Linked DNA regions of Mus musculus: all the other regions are linked to region 1. Evidence: chromatin contacts called from public HiChIP or PLAC-seq data. All regions are on one chromosome and are shown on one strand. Each heading gives the region's core, a stretch centred on a gene start, on an enhancer-like site or on the middle of the called end of the contact. The rest is flanking DNA. Distances are from core to core; before and after follow the strand shown. Region 1 overlaps Gm39624 (a long non-coding RNA gene). Region 2 has its middle 130 kb from the start of Gm25634. Region 3 has its middle 87 kb from the start of Gm25634.

Region 1 (5,043 bases), core at 1,361-3,860:
TCTTTCAGTCTCATTCTTGGTCTCTAACTGGACTTCAATCATACAAATATTGTCTCCCAATCTCTGCAGCTGTGTGGTTTTTTTTTTTTTCCTTAAGTCCATTTCCTGTTATTCAGACTGTGAGGATTCTGTCATTTCATGGATTCTACCTTCTTCCATCTCCTTTTTCAGGTACAGTTTTATTTTGTTAATTAAAAAAAATTAATGCACTATATTCTAATCATGGTTCCCCTCCCACAACTTCTCTCAGATCCTCTCTGCTTCCCCACCCATCCAACTCCACACCCTTTCTCAAAAAGTAAAAATAAAAAATAAAAAACAAACAAACAAAAACCTGCACCCCCCCCCAAAAAAACCCTCACAACAACATAAAAATGGAAACCAAAATATACAAGTAAAAGACCAACAAGTCGAAAGAGAAAAAACAAAAAACAAAAACAAAAACAAAAAAAAAAACAAACGCCTAAACAAAGCAAAATGAGACAAAACGTCTACAAAAATGCCACTGAGTTTTGTGTTGTCCCTCTCCTGCTGGGCATGGGGCTGTCCCTCGTGTGAATAATGTGTTCAGAGTCTCTATTGGGGAAGAATGATAGCTCCTATGTCAGCAGGTATCAATTGTAAATAGCTTCTTAGTTAGAGGTGGGATCCCATGTCCATTTTCCTCTCTCAGTGCTAGCGCCTCATCTAGCTTGAACCTGTGCGGGTTCTATGCATGCAGCCGCAGTCTCTATGAGTTCATTATGTGCATCAGCCCTGTTGTGTCTGGAGAACACCATTTCCTTAGAGTCAGCCATCCCTTCTGGCTCTTACAATCTTTCTGCTTCCTCTTCTGCATTGCTCCCCATCCCCGGTTTGCTGAAGTCAGCCCCTTTAGGGCTGAGTGTTCCAAAGTCTCTAACCCTCTGCACGTTGTCCAGCTATGAGTAGCTATGAGTATCCATCTAGTGCAAGAAGCCTCTATGATGATGGCAGAATGAGTCCCAGCCTGGAGTGGTCACTGGGGTCCCCAGCAGAAAATGTTTCTGAGGATTGTCAACTGACACAAGGGAACGGTGATGAACTAGCTAGAAAGGGAGGCTAAGAGAGTATCCGCAGAGCAGAGCTAAGCTGGATCCAGGTACAGTTTTTATAACTTCCATTTCTTTAATTTATTACTATTTCATGTGTGTGTGTGATGTGCACATGTGTGTGCGCGAGAACCTGTGTGTTTGCATATGAGAATGCACACACATGTGTACACATGCGCACATATGTGAATACAGAAGCACGGGTGGAGGTCAGAGGACCACCTGAGGCGTTGGTCTTTGCTTTCTACCTTGTCAGAGACAGGGTCTCTAGTTCTTCATCACTACATGCATCTACTAGGCTAGGTGGCCCACAAGCTTCCAGAGAGTTCTGTCTCCACCCCCACATCTCCCCGTAGGCATGCTGGGATTACAGATGTGTTACACACATCCTGAAGGTGGCCATCCAGCCCTCCTGCTTACAAGAGCAAGAACCTTATTATCCACTTAGTAATCTTCTCTGGCCTGTTAGCTTCTATTTCTTGCCTACGACTTTATCTATTTTTACAATGTGTTTCAAGAGAATGTCTAATTGCTTATTGAAGCATTTTTAGGATGGCTACTTGAAAAGCCTTCCAGATAATTCCAACACCTGACTTAACTGTATGTTAGCATCAGCTGAGTTTCTCTTCACGGTCAAGCTGCAACTTTCCCAGTTTGGGAAACTGATGGGTGCTTGTTGTTGTTGTTGCTGCTGCTGCTGCTGTTGTGTCTGAGACCTGTTTTCTATTACATTAAGATGCAGGGCGTGCTGGGAAGTGGTTTTATTTCAGCAGCCAGTCCCCATGAGCCTGAGCAGGCAGGTTCCAGCCTGTATGGTGGGCCGCGGCTCTGTGAGAATCTCATTTCTGGAGGCTTTTCCTGCACTGCTTTTGTCTGTGTGGTTTATCTGGTTCTTCTGGTATTACTGCTGGGGCCTGAGGGCCAAGTGAATCAGCCAGTTCTCCAGGAGGTGGAGGAATGTTCCAGCCAGTTGAGTTGAAGGGACTTCAAGTGTAAGAAACAAACCCCCACTCTCCAACCACGAGCTCAAGAGGCTAGCGAAAGGGAAAACAGTTCATTCAACTCTGAAAAAAAGGGACAGCAGCCTAGAGAAAAGGCAAAATCAGCTTTGAAAGCCCCTTACTGAGAAACCCCTGCCCCTTTTCCCCATGGGCTGGCTTCCCACAGAGTTACAATCTGAGTTCTTTTAGCATACCCAACCCTTCCCCAAGTCCTCATTCTATTGGTTAAGGATGCAAAGCTTTATCTAATGAATGTCCCCGAGGCTTGAGACTGCTCCCTTTAAGAGAGTAGGCTCTTGTCACCTAACAGACTGCCTGCAATTTTCCATCTCTCAGAGTTCTGGAACAATAAGCTTCCAGGCACTTTCGAGGGAAGTGTAAGAGGAGAGAGCCTCCTGCTTATCTGTGTTTCTTTAATGAGTCCTAAGCACACTTCACACTTACAATGGACCGTGCTGATTTGCTTTTTGTACAGGCCGGGCCATTATGTGTGTGTAGGCCTGGGGTGGGGTGCACTTTGGTGATGTCACCCGGTGATAGCAATGTGGAGATAGGGCTTGAACCTCAGGGAAAGGAAATTCCCCAGTCTAGTCTGCTGTCACTGCTCTTACCAGAAGGAAATGCAAGGCTCACCTGGAATTCCCAACAGCTATGCTGACCTATCGTGACAGGAACGCACTTGAAGGTCCATCCGTGGAGGTCAACTTGAGAGCAATACCTAGGGAAATATACCCAGGGAGCACACTCAGAGAGGGGGCACACACCCTGGAGAAGGCCCAGCCCACTTGACCCACCTCCCTTTGCTGTTTTCCCAAGCCCCACGTTTCAGATCAACTTCAGCATCCCTCCTAACTTCTATCAGCCTCCTGTGCTGCCTCTGATGCCAAACAACACTTGGCAAAGGACAACAGACTTAGTCTAAACCCCCTCATCCAGAGTAAGACCACTGCTTTGTCTGTGCCAACCTGTTTCCACCTGCCTAAGAGTCAATCCATTGTGATGGAGAGAAACCCTGACTCAACCTCGCCCAGGGAGCCTCCCCATCCAATAATTGCCGAGGCTTTCTTTTGTGTCTTTAGCTTTTGTTTATGAAAAGTTAAACTGACACAGATGTGGAGCAGGTGGTATCACAATGGGCTTTGCTCTCTCCTGGTCCAGCCCCACCCCCACCCCAACCACAGCCAGAAGCCCATCAGATTTCCCACAGCCCCAGGCCTCAGGAAGATTTGTAGCAAGCTGTAGATGTCGTAGATGTCTATCTCGAAGAGTCATCAGACAACCGCCCACGTCTTTGGACAGTCTGGTGTCTGTTTGCATGGCTCGAGGGCATTTGTGGTCTTTGAAATTTCTAGACTTAGGGAATCTTACAGGACCTTGTGTGATGCAATGGGAAGCAATCTGGCATAGTGAGGCTCTGGACCTGCAAGAGATGTGCACAGGGTACAGGCAGTGGGTCTGAGACTCCAGGGACAACCCAGATTCGACTATCATGGGGATAACTTGGCCCATGTACCTATAGCATCCATCCTGTCTTAACATAGATCTCTGAGTTCTGCATCCCCATTTGGGATACGGTAGCCTATAGGCCCTATCTCGGCACCAAAGACTCCAGGAATGGCCTGGAGTGCCTGCTAGATCCTTCCCTCCCAACCGAGGGACCATGTGCATAATCTTCAAGACTTTCCTCAGTGATGGACTATGTAACTGTAAGCTAAAGTAAAGCCATTCCTCCCTCGGTTGCTTTTAGACCTGGTGTTCTATCGCAGCAATGAGAACCTAAGTAAGGCACTAGGGTTCATACATGCTAGACAAGTATTGAACAGCTGAGCTACCCACAGCTTCCATGATCTGAGTCCAGGACTGTGCTTGGACCCTCTAGCCTAGCTGGGAAGGTGGAAGAAATATACAGAACTCCAGTCAATCAAAAGCTATTCTGGGGCGGGGCCATGCATCCACCTGGAGGCCTCCACGGCATCTGTAGGCCCTTGAGCTCCTATCAGCTTAACCTGAAGCTCTGTAGCCTAACCAGTGAACTCAGTCCCAAGCTCTTACATCCATCAGGGAAGAGGAGATAAAGATGGCCCCACCCACAACACAGCCCAGGACAGCACTGGCCGTGCAGCCTGTAAGGACTAAACACAGCGGCCTGTCTCCTATCAAAGGGCCAGCAATTGTCTCACAAGATACATAGAGCTCTTAGCTGAGTGACTACCTCAGACTGGACAGGTCTAAGCACTCATCCCTATTGCTGAAAGAGAGCCAGCCTACGCCCTGCCACTCGTTTAGGAGCTGGCCTCTTCTTGGTAGCCCCTGCAGGGGAGGCCACTGCTACAAGAATCTGTTAAGCGCTCAGTCCTTTGGCCGGTGGGTGGGCAGTGCTCTGTTTCCTGAGTCTTGTGGGATTATGTACGGTCACCCTACGTGCCTGATACTTTTCTCTTAGACTCAGAGTAGGTTGCCAGCCTTGCCCTCCACTCCAAACTACTATGCACCCCTGGACCATGCCCCTTCATCTGAAATCCTCTCGTTAGGGGAGAACAAGGGACAGAAATGGGTGGTAAGAATGTTGCTACTTGGAGTGCTAGAGAGATCACTTAGTAGACACTTGTCACCCAAGAATGAGGAGGGCCCAAGTTCAATCTTTAGCAATCCCACAAGAAGCCCAGCGTGGTGCATACATTTTTAAATCTGGCCCAGGGTGGAGCTAAGCAGATCCTCCCCTGGTCATCCAGCCTAGCTCCATCAGCAAGCCCCGGGTATGGTAAAAGACAGTGCCTCAAAAAACACAATAGATGTCTTTGGGGGAACAATCCTGCAGCCTGACTTCTGGCTTTCCTGTGCGTGCGCACACATGTGCACATAAGTGTAAATGCACCCCTTCCCACAGCCAAGATCTTGCTGGCAAAGACTCTCTCGGAAACATTGGCCCCTCTCCTTAAATCACCCCCAGAATTCTGCCCTAAGAAAGCACC
Region 2 (5,043 bases), core at 1,250-3,749, 430 kb before region 1:
CTCGGGGTTTGTCAGCTTTCCTTGTTTCTGTGTTTAACAGTCTCAAGGCAACCAGCAGCTGCCTTACAGAACATGACCCAGTATGGGTTTTGTCTTCTTTTTCATCATTAGAATAGAACTACACATAGATCTAGAGAAAGAAGAAATCAAAGATGAAGAACTCTTTTGGCATGTCCTACTGAAGCTGAATAAAAAACAAAAAGCAAAAACAAAAACAAACAAAAAAATAAAAACAAGGAAGACAGTGGAACGTGTGGAAAGAAAAAGGTGGCTCTCCCCAGGGAATTCAGTTAAAATCTCTCACCAGGTAAGATTCAAGACTTCCAGCACAGTTAATAAAATTTGCTTAAGGCTGGTCTACCTTCAGTTCTTCCAACAAAGACCCATTTTATTTCCCATTGGTGACTGTCAACTGGTAGGTCACCCATGCCCCCCTGGGTGGTTCCACATTGCATAGACAGCATTAATGGGACTTAGTGGGTTATAGTATTTAAGGAAAGTGTTAGGTATGGAAGGAGAGGTACTAGGAGCAAACATTGCAAGAGTTGGAAAGGAGGAGTTGGGGGTAGATATGATCAAGCAACATGGATGAACTTGTTAAATAATAAAACAATACTTTTAAAAATCTCATTTACAACAGAAGATATCTGGTAAACTCCTTGTGCAACCCTGATGGCACCTGCTTTCCTCTTATTAGATGATAATCTTATCCAAGTCACCTCAGAGCCAACCCATTGTTTCATATACATAGAAGAGGGTAGAAAAAGAAAAACAAAAGACATGAGTTTTGGCAACCCTTCCCAATATGATTGACAGCCGCCAGAATAGCATAGGTAGCCAATGCTAAGACACTCAGTACGGGTCTCCCTGAAAAAGCCCACACCTCTATTCTCCATGCAACTTTACTTTCTAAACTTTTCTTTCTTTTAACTCATGTGCTTAAAATAGATGTTTAAATTTTCTTCTTAATAAATTCAATATGCTTCATATTAGCGTACTCTGAAATTCTTTTCTAAAAATTCACAAATTTTTGGGAAAGCCAAGAATCCAGTTGTGCCTGAGCTAAGGTCCCTAAGAGGTTAAGGGATTCGCCAAGCTGCTGTGGTCAATAAGATGCCTACTCATTCCTGCTGCAGTGACACAAGACGTCTCTGATGGAATTAATATTCACGATCTGACTACGGTAGTGTCTGCCACTTTAGCTTGTGGGTGCTCTTTCTCCCTGTCAGTACTTTATTACGTCAAAGTGAAAGAAAATAAAACTTGAGACCTGTGATTCATGTAATGTATGTCAAATAGCCCAAAGAGTTGTTTGTGACTTTGAAACCTGGGGCTGAGAACATAGCAGAACAGGCCAGGACATGCCCGAGCAGGCCCGTCGTTAAGACATTCCTGAGGCTGCTTGGCCATAAATATAAAGAGAATGCATGCTGGACTGGCCCGGCGCCTCCCTATCTCACGCCCTTCTGACCTAAGTTAAATGTTATCTGCATGTACAGTCTGCTGATGTTTAAATGGACCAATCATGTGAAACCGCACCAATTCTTCCCTGAGCCCCAGCCCCTTTTCTATAAAAACCCCTAGCTTCCAAGCCTCGTGGTCGAATCCATTGTCTCCTGCGTGAGATATGTTTTGACCTGGAGCTCCGCCATTAAACTACCTCATGTTTTTACATCAAGACGGTCTGTTTGTTCATGATTCTTGGGTGCACACCGAATCAGGAATTGAGTGGGGGTTTCCCCACTAGGTTCTTTCAAAAGCAAGTCAGTGCACCCAGTCTTAAGGGAGAGATGGTGTGAATTCAGTAATGCTTCATATCTTTCTTATTTTGGATGGATGTATTTTCTGTGTATGAGTGTTATGCCTGCATGTGTGCCTGGTGCCTGTGAGAGTCAGAGGAAGGTGTTGGGTCCCCTCTGGAATTAGAGTTATGTATGGTTGTGAGACATTTGAGTACTGGAAACAAAACTCAGATCCTCTGCAAGAGCAACAAGTGCTCTTAACCACTGATCTGCCTTTCCAACCCACTTTTGATTCTTTTGGGACAAGCAGGCTGACTCTGAGTTCATTGTGAAGCCAACGATTATCTTGATTTCCTGCCTCTCCTGCCTCTATCTCCTAAGTGCTAGGCCTGTGTGCCATCATGACCAGGTCCATTACCTTTCTTGTTCAAGAAATTCTTTTGTTTCTTTCACAAATTTGGCTGGCTAGTTTTGACTGGCTCATGTCTCAGGTTTCCACTCTCCCACATTATGTACTTTCACACGGAAACAGTTTTATTTTCTGTCTCATATCTGGGAAGCCCAGCATGGGAAAGTTTTCACATATAATCCAGTGGAGCAGTCATAGCCACTGGAATGACCCTATGGCACAGCCACAGTCACAAGAATGACCCTATGGCACAGCCACAGTCACTGGAATGACCCTAAGGCACAGCCACAGTCACTGGAATGACCCTATGGCACAGCCACAGTCACTGGAAACTGCCAGAGTCATGAAGCCAGCACAGCTGTCTGACAAAGGTCCAGCAAAGCTGAGCCGAATGCTGCAATTGCTGTCACTCTGTCTCTCACTTTTTGGTTTTGGTCTCTTGTGTGCTACATCCTTGGGGACTTTCTGCATTATGACCCACTGCATGTCTTTTCCCGAGAAAATTCTGAGTCCTTTTAGGAAAGTCCTAAACTTACTATTCCTTCTGCTTTTAGGGAAATAACTTTATCTGGCCCTGTTTGGAAGTCTCCCTTATGTCCTGGAGACAAGTGATAAGCACAGATAAGCACTAAGCTAGGAATTTCTAAATGAGGTCATGACCCCAGGAATCTTCTTGGGGAATCTGCCACTACACAAACTCAAACAGTATAATTGGAATAGGGTAAACTTACAAGATAGTTGACACACTCTGACTGGCCAGGAGAATTAGTAAGATTTAAGATCTCTTTTTATAAGCTTCAAGCTTTCTGAAACTATAGTCTAAAGCTAGGGACCATACACTCCTGGCATAGAATTCAATAAATAAGATGAACTGACTTTTCCTGCTTTATAGTGTAGATGATAAAAGGATATAAGTAAAAGGTGTTTGATACTCATAAAAGGACTGGTTCGGGTATTTTCTGTTTGGAGTGCTTTAAAACTGCAAATACTGCCAGCCTAAAAGCAGGCTGTCATATAATAAATGTGTTTGTTTTGACAGAGACATTCTTTAGATTCCTTGGATTGAAATTATAGGGCTAATACTTGTACTTTCTAATTGTGACTGACCTTGTAACCCTGGGTATGTAATGAAAACAAAATGATATAATCTGTACTTCTTGAACAATCATTAGTTTGTCTTTGTTCTGTGAGATCTGTATAAATAAAGAAGCAATTGCTAGTCAGCCAGAGCTACAAGATTCTCCTGACCGCTGAGCCTGACTTAATCTTCCCTGGAAGACGCCTTCTCTCCTCTCAGGGCCTCACAGACACCCAGCAATCCTACCATTGGTTTTGAGAACTCATACATGATTTAATGACCTTCATTCAGATTGTGAACTCCAGTTCCTCGGAACTTTACCCCAGAGACCTCCTTAAGGACGATATTTAAAGTTTATTCCTCCCACCCAACCCCAGAGGCAACTTCAGCTTCATTCTGACGATATCCAGGTGTTCTAACAATTCACATCAATGTAGCTTGAGGTTCCTAAGTCTGTAAGACTCATCTGGTGGCTCCTGATCATACATCACGTCAGGCAGCACTCCTCAGTGGAAAATCATTTTGTATTCTGTCATATTTCACCCCTTTCCCACCTCACACCGCCTGCAGCTTCTTTTTCCTGCAAAATCATTACGACCTATCCGTGGATCAAGATGGGTGAGGGACAGGTAAGCAGCATCTGTTTGAAAGAAAGGAAGAATACGATAGAGAAATGAAATCTAGGGAGTCTGTCCAATGGTTGGGACAACAGCAGAGTCTTACTCCCCAACTTCTGAGACCCCTAATCCCCCATGACATTCCGTGTTTCTTTTGTGGTTTTTCTAGGAATTAAAACATACATGTTACATTTTTTTTTTCAGAGTCTCACATTGTGTTGCCACTTTTAAAAAACTTAGATGACTTACAATCAGTAGCATGGATCTCTTCAGCCTTTTTCTCCATTGGCTTATAATTGTTATATAATTTATATTTATACATATCAAAGCTCCCTGGTATTATGATTCTCTGTCTCCACATCATACAGAGAACTTACATAGTTATGCTGTTTGCTCTCTCTCACTCTCTCTCTCTCTCTCTCTCTCTGTGTGTGTGTGTGTGTGTGTGTGTGTGTGTGTGTGTGTGTGTACAGTGTCTTAGGGTTTCATTACTGTTAAGGGACAACATGACCAAGGCAGCTCTTGTAAAAGAAAACATTTCATTGGGGCTGGCTTACAGTTTCAGAGGATCAGTCCATCATCATGATGGCAGGAAGCATTGAAGCATGCAGCCAGACATGATGCTAGAGAAGGATCTGAGAGTTCTACATCTTGATCCGAAGGTAGCCAGAAGGAGACTCTCTTTCACACTGGGTGGAGCCCAAGCATAGGAATTTTCAAAGCTCACCTACACAGTGACACGCTTTCTCCAACAAGGATGCAACTCCTCCAATAAGGCCACATCTCCTAATTGTGCTGTTCCCTGTGACCAAGCATTCAAACACATGAATCTACAGAGGTTACACCTGTTCAAACCACCATGCATGGTACATACTTAGTATGTGCATATTTGCACATATGTGGGTGTGTGTGTGAGGAGGTATGTGCATATTTGTATGCACACATGTGAGGAGGACCAATGCTAATGTCAAGTGTCTATTCTGGTCATTCATTATTTATTGATGAAAAATCTCTCACTGAACTTGGATCTTGCTGATTCTAGATAGTCTAGCTAGCCAACTTGCCTTGGGGATGCCCTCTCTTTGTCTGCCAAATGCAGGGATTACCAGGTAGCTACCATTGTCTACCCAAAACAAGGACTCTAAGGATCCAAACTCCAATCCTCACACTTGCATAGTGAGTGCTTTAACCACGGAG
Region 3 (5,043 bases), core at 1,221-3,720, 390 kb before region 1:
TGGCCATGGAGGGGACATTATGACAGACAGATGGATGGTTGGATGTCGATAGTAGAGTAACCTTAGTAAAACAAACTAATATGATCCCTTATGGCTTTGTCAAACATCATTAATTTGATTTATTCCTCATCCTTTCCTTTCCGTCTGTATTTCCCTCTCTTCCCCCTCGGTAATTAAAGTCCCTTTCCCATCCTGACTTCTGGCATCTCTCTTGGTTCCATGTCTGGATCTAGATAGCCTTAAGTGCTCCAGTAAATCAAGAGATGGAGACAGCGCTGAAGCTCATGTCCCAGAAGGAACCTTCCAAACCCCCAGGAGAAGCATCAAGGGCCACGAAGCTGCGTGGCAGCAGCCCCTTTGTTTCCACCGTGTCTTCCTGGGACTCCTTCAGATTCATGTGCCCAAGGCTGCAGATCTTCAGTTATTAATTCAGGCACATTCAAGCTCTACAACAGTGGGATCACTCAGCAACACGTGAACCAGGCACCACCAAGCAAAAGCAGCTAGAGGCACACTTGGTATATCAGAGAAAATGTTCATAGAACATTTGCAGAATCAGGGGAGGTGAAAAAAATATTTAAAGAAATATCCAAAAATAGCTCAAATAAAAAGTACCTCAGATTAGCAAAAGGGCTCAAAGGGTAAAGAAAACACATGCTACACATCTGCAAGAACAAAAGCTGGGCTCCCTAGCGCCTGTGTAAGAGTTGGTGGCTTGGTGGCTGACTGTGACAGGGACTAGCCAAACCCCCAAGTTCCACATTCACAGAAAGACCCTACCTCAGGACCCAAAATGTAGCAAAATCACCCATATCAACCTTTGATCTCCACACAACATGCACACACTTGTGTACCTATACTTGCACACACAAGCCCTCTCACACACATCATACAATATAAACAGGTAAAAGAGAATTCTCCATTTTGAACATCAAAATAACAAATAATAATAAATAATAATAATAATAATAGAAAAAGTAGCGGGAAAGCAAAGAAGATATATCTGGTTGGTTAGCCTTGCCATGTAAGGCTATTTGGTTGGCAGTATCTGGTAAGTGCAGTTTCTAGTTTTGTTTACCTGTCTACATGGGTGCTCTGGTTTGCTTACAAAGGATCTTAAAGGGCCAGATCCACTACTGTCTACAGCAGTCCAATAATAGACCAGAAATACTTAAGGAACTGGGAGCCAGAATAAACCTCTCATCTTAGTGTTCTTCCAGGGCCTCCCATGACAGTTTTAGGGTCCCCAGTCACACTGCAGGACAGTCCTGGGCTGAGAAGCCGTGAAGTACTAGAATCAGGTCTGCCAGCCTTATATCCAGACCCTGCTTGCCTGTTTTACACCAGGCTCCCCACCATCATCAATGCTCTCTTACAGTGAGCACCAGCCTCAGCCCCAACCCCACTATGATCTGCTGTTCTTCTCTCTGGGTATCTGCTGACCAGGCCATTTATTTCCACAGATGGGGCTTGCCTACCTGTGCTGTATTCTGAACATGTACCTCCATCTCTCATAGGTAAATAGGGCTAGCATCCAGACATCAGTAAAAGCAGGAGTTCACTACAGGGAAAGACGAGTATGTCAAGCCCGCAGAGGACTGTACCTGCTGTGAGGAGCAGATGGAGCCCTGAGTGGATGTGTGCTGTTGACTAGAGCATGCCCACATTAGAGATCCCAGTGCCTCAGACCCACTGAACCATATGGCCCTCCTCTGGTCAGGTTTTGAAGCGAGCAAGGCCTGGTCTGGGAATAGATGATGATAGTGTATATAGAATATCAACCACAGCTTTCTCTTCCTGGATGACTGCAGCCTGAGACTGATCCTCTACAAAGACGCCCACCCCAAGGTGAGCTAAAACATCTCCTTGTTCAACTGTATCTAATGAATTCACTTCCTCATTCAGCTGTCTGCAATAAGCATGCTGAGTTTCTGGGCCTTGGTGTATCTCCATGAGGCCTACCCATTTCCTGATTTTCTATACATCTGTTGTTCCTACATTCCCTGTGGCCCCAGCCAGGTCAGTCCCAATGTTGTGCACCTCCCTCCTCTGTGGGAAACAAGAAGTCACAGTGCTAGAATTTGGACCACAGAATGAATGGAAAACACACAGCAGGACACCTTACATTCTAGGACCAATAGAAGGAAGTGACTCAGACTCTTAGCAAAGAAGGCACCCTGGTGGGCTCATTCATACAGCAGATCAAGCCAGAATCACCTCAGCCACACCAGGAAAGCCAGATACATTATCACAAATGAAAAGAAGCGGTCCAGTAAGTTCTCTACTTCTCTGGGATCAGACCCATTTTCTATGGAGGAATACTGAGGCAGATCAGTGGCACAGTTGACAACGGAGCTTCAAAGAGGTTTGATCTGGAACATCTTTGTGGCCCTGTGGGTGTAAACCATAATTCCCACCGAGGAGCCCCAGGTATCAGGAGTCTGGGTAGGAAGCCCTCAAGGGGATTCCCATAGAGATACTCAGCAGCTCAGTTTGTAGAAATTCACCTCCAGCTAGCACCATCTTGGGGGAGAGAATAGAAGAGTCAGATATTGTAACATGAGAGAGCCTCAGAAACCAGATATCTCACTTTTTTTTTTCCAACCCACATGTGTCTAAAAATGTTTGAAGTCTTTCTTAAAATATATTTGGTCTCCACATCCTCACAAATATCTGAGACACAATAATTAAAAAAAAAAGTGTAACCTACTAAATCCAAGAAAATCATGATTCGAACAATTTGGAATAATCAATGCAAGCAAATACCAAGTGAATGGACTCTTAGAATTATCTACCAAAGTCCTGAAAGTGCTCGTAGAAATGTTTAACTACAAATTCTCTTGGAACCAATGACAAATTTGGGAAGAAAGATGCCATTAAAAGAAACCCAGGGTAAATTTATGGGATTGCAAAAAAAAAAAAAAATCAATAACGGAAATGAGTGGGCTCAATAGTAAAGACAATGACAGAGGTCAGAACTAGCGAACTTGAAGGCAGATCAATGATGCTCACTCAGTCTGGACAGCAGAGGAAATAGACTTCAAAACAAACAAAGAGAGCAGGCCTTTGGGAACCTGTGAGAAAAGAGCGAAATTCAAATGTACTGTCAAGACCTAGCAGAAGAGAGAAAATGAGAGCCTGGAAGAAAATATTGGAAGAAATATTGACTGACCACATCCTAGGCCTGCTGAAAAACACAGACCTGGAGCTGCGGAGATGACTCAGTCAGGACAGTGTCTGCCATGCAAGCATGGGGACCTGGGTTCGATCCCCAGAGCTCACATAAAAATGAAAAGTGGTAGTACATGCGCTTGGACTCCTAGTGCTGAGTGACAGAGACAGGTGGATTGGTGGGGCTCAGTGGCCAGTCACTCTCATCAAGGTTCAGTGAGAGACACAATCTCAAAAAATAAGAGGGGGGGGGGACAACTGAGGAAGACATCAATGTTGACCGCTGACCTTCACACTTATGTGCACGTGCACACGTGTATAATAAGTCCTGACTTACAATGGCTAACATGTAGACACACATACAAACCAACTCCTTTCAAACCTAGAGTTGTGATAACCTGGAAAGACATCACACAAGACATAAACAAAAGAATTTATTCTAAAATATAATATAATATAATAATTTTTTTTTGCAATCTAAAGTCAGAAGAACGATCTTGAAAGCTACTAGACAGATGACCATGTGTGTAAGAAACTATTTTTGAGGAAGACATAATTCTCTAATGCAGCCATGGAGGGCTGTGGGAAGTGGCTCCGTGTTTTCCAGATGCCAACTTAAAAACCCTCAGCCACAAATTCTGGATCTGGGGAGATTATACTTCTGGAAGAAAGAAGAAATAAAAATGTTATCAGACTGAAGAAAACTGAAGTCATTTGCCTCTGGTGAGCTATGTTAGTTCTTCTTCCAATGCTGTGACAAAATACTGGTAAAAGTAATATAAAGAAAAGCTTATTTGGGCTCACAGTTTGAAGGGCATGATCAGTCTACCTTGGTGGAGAAAGCATGGCAACTGACCACATTGTGTCTATGATTTAGAAGCAGAGGGATGGATGCTACAGCTCTGCTCATTTCTGCCTTTCCAGTTATGTGCAGTGCCTCAGCCCACAGAAGAGCCAGCCACAGTTGAGATGTAGCCTCTCATATTATTTCACCTAGTCTAGATGATCCCTCACAGCTTGCCTAGAGACTTTTGACCCAGGTAATTTCAGATACCGTTGAGTTGAAAATATTAACCATCACACATGCCTTTCAAGAGTGACATAAAAGACCTTCAAACAAAAAGAATTACAAAGGAGCAGAACGAACACTGGAAAGGCTAGAGTACAGAACAATAGACACGGCATATTTCTGCTCATGAGTCGTAGGAAGAAAGCTTGATGGCTAAAGCGAAATCACCTGATAACAAAGATAGTGATTCCAGAGGGAAATAAAACTCCATAGAAGCAGAATTGCCATGATTCACCCAAAAGGTTAAAGGCTACCAATGCACATATGGATGATAGATTGATAGATAGATAAATAGATAGATAGATAGATAGATAGATAGATACATACATACATACATACGTACATACGTACATACGTACATACATATATATAGACACATAGACACATAGATACATAGATACATAGATACATAGATACATAGACACATAGGTAGACACATAGATAGACACATAGATACATAGATAGAGACATAGATATATAGGTGGATGGATAGATACATAGATACATAAATGGATAGGTAGATGATAGAGTCAAACACCAACCAGAAAGAAAATTACACAAAGGAATATGAAATATCTCTAGTAACATGATAAATAAACTATGATATTCTAAAATATTTTCAAGAAGCCAGTTCTTCTCAAGGAGCCCATAGGAAGGAGGAAAAGAGAAACAGTAAGAACATCAATAGGAAACTTAAAACATAATAAAATGGAAACCCTTACACTGAACATAGAATTGCTATCTTAAATGTAAATGGGCTGAATACACAAATGAAGCCTCAAAGGTTCATAATTAGAAGCAGA

Evidence for each region. HiChIP or PLAC-seq counts read pairs in DNA pulled down with a chosen protein or histone mark.
Region 2: a contact with region 1 is called in an H3K27ac HiChIP or PLAC-seq map of trophoblast stem cells, with 11 read pairs. The contact joins two enhancer-like sites. A contact is called at or near these places in 2 of 39 promoter capture datasets (the 3T3-L1 cell line and hippocampal neurons) and 8 of 115 datasets of contacts at active chromatin or transcription factors (embryonic limb bud, embryonic midbrain, extraembryonic endoderm stem cells and 4 more).
Region 3: an H3K27ac HiChIP or PLAC-seq map of trophoblast stem cells shows a contact between it and region 1, with 11 read pairs. The contact joins two enhancer-like sites. A contact is called at or near these places in 8 of 39 promoter capture datasets (the 3T3-L1 cell line, the C10 cell line, cranial neural crest and 4 more), 1 of 484 Hi-C or Micro-C datasets (cerebellar granule neurons) and 12 of 115 datasets of contacts at active chromatin or transcription factors (T-cell acute lymphoblastic leukemia, embryonic forebrain, embryonic hindbrain and 8 more).

What each region holds. Positions count from the first base shown.
Region 1 is chr1:36,058,156-36,063,198 of GRCm38.p6, forward strand. Gm39624 (a long non-coding RNA gene) reads right to left here. Exons shown (of 3, transcript XR_865341.2): 2 at 2,705-2,789; 3 at 572-2,104. Among named protein-coding and RNA genes, the nearest start is that of Gm39624, 5.6 kb to the right of the region's middle. Within about 2 kb of position 2,611, at least 60 of the 459 cell types and tissues checked have an H3K27ac peak or open chromatin away from gene starts, as enhancers often do. A contact at or near this core is called in trophoblast stem cells, where this site is marked.
Region 2 is chr1:35,628,287-35,633,329 of GRCm38.p6, forward strand. No RefSeq gene overlaps it. Among named protein-coding and RNA genes, the nearest start is that of Gm25634, 130 kb to the right of the region's middle. Within about 2 kb of position 2,500, at least 10 of the 459 cell types and tissues checked have an H3K27ac peak or open chromatin away from gene starts, as enhancers often do. A contact at or near this core is called in trophoblast stem cells, where this site is marked.
Region 3 is chr1:35,672,076-35,677,118 of GRCm38.p6, forward strand. No RefSeq gene overlaps it. Among named protein-coding and RNA genes, the nearest start is that of Gm25634, 87 kb to the right of the region's middle. Within about 2 kb of position 2,471, at least 4 of the 459 cell types and tissues checked have an H3K27ac peak or open chromatin away from gene starts, as enhancers often do. A contact at or near this core is called in trophoblast stem cells, where this site is marked.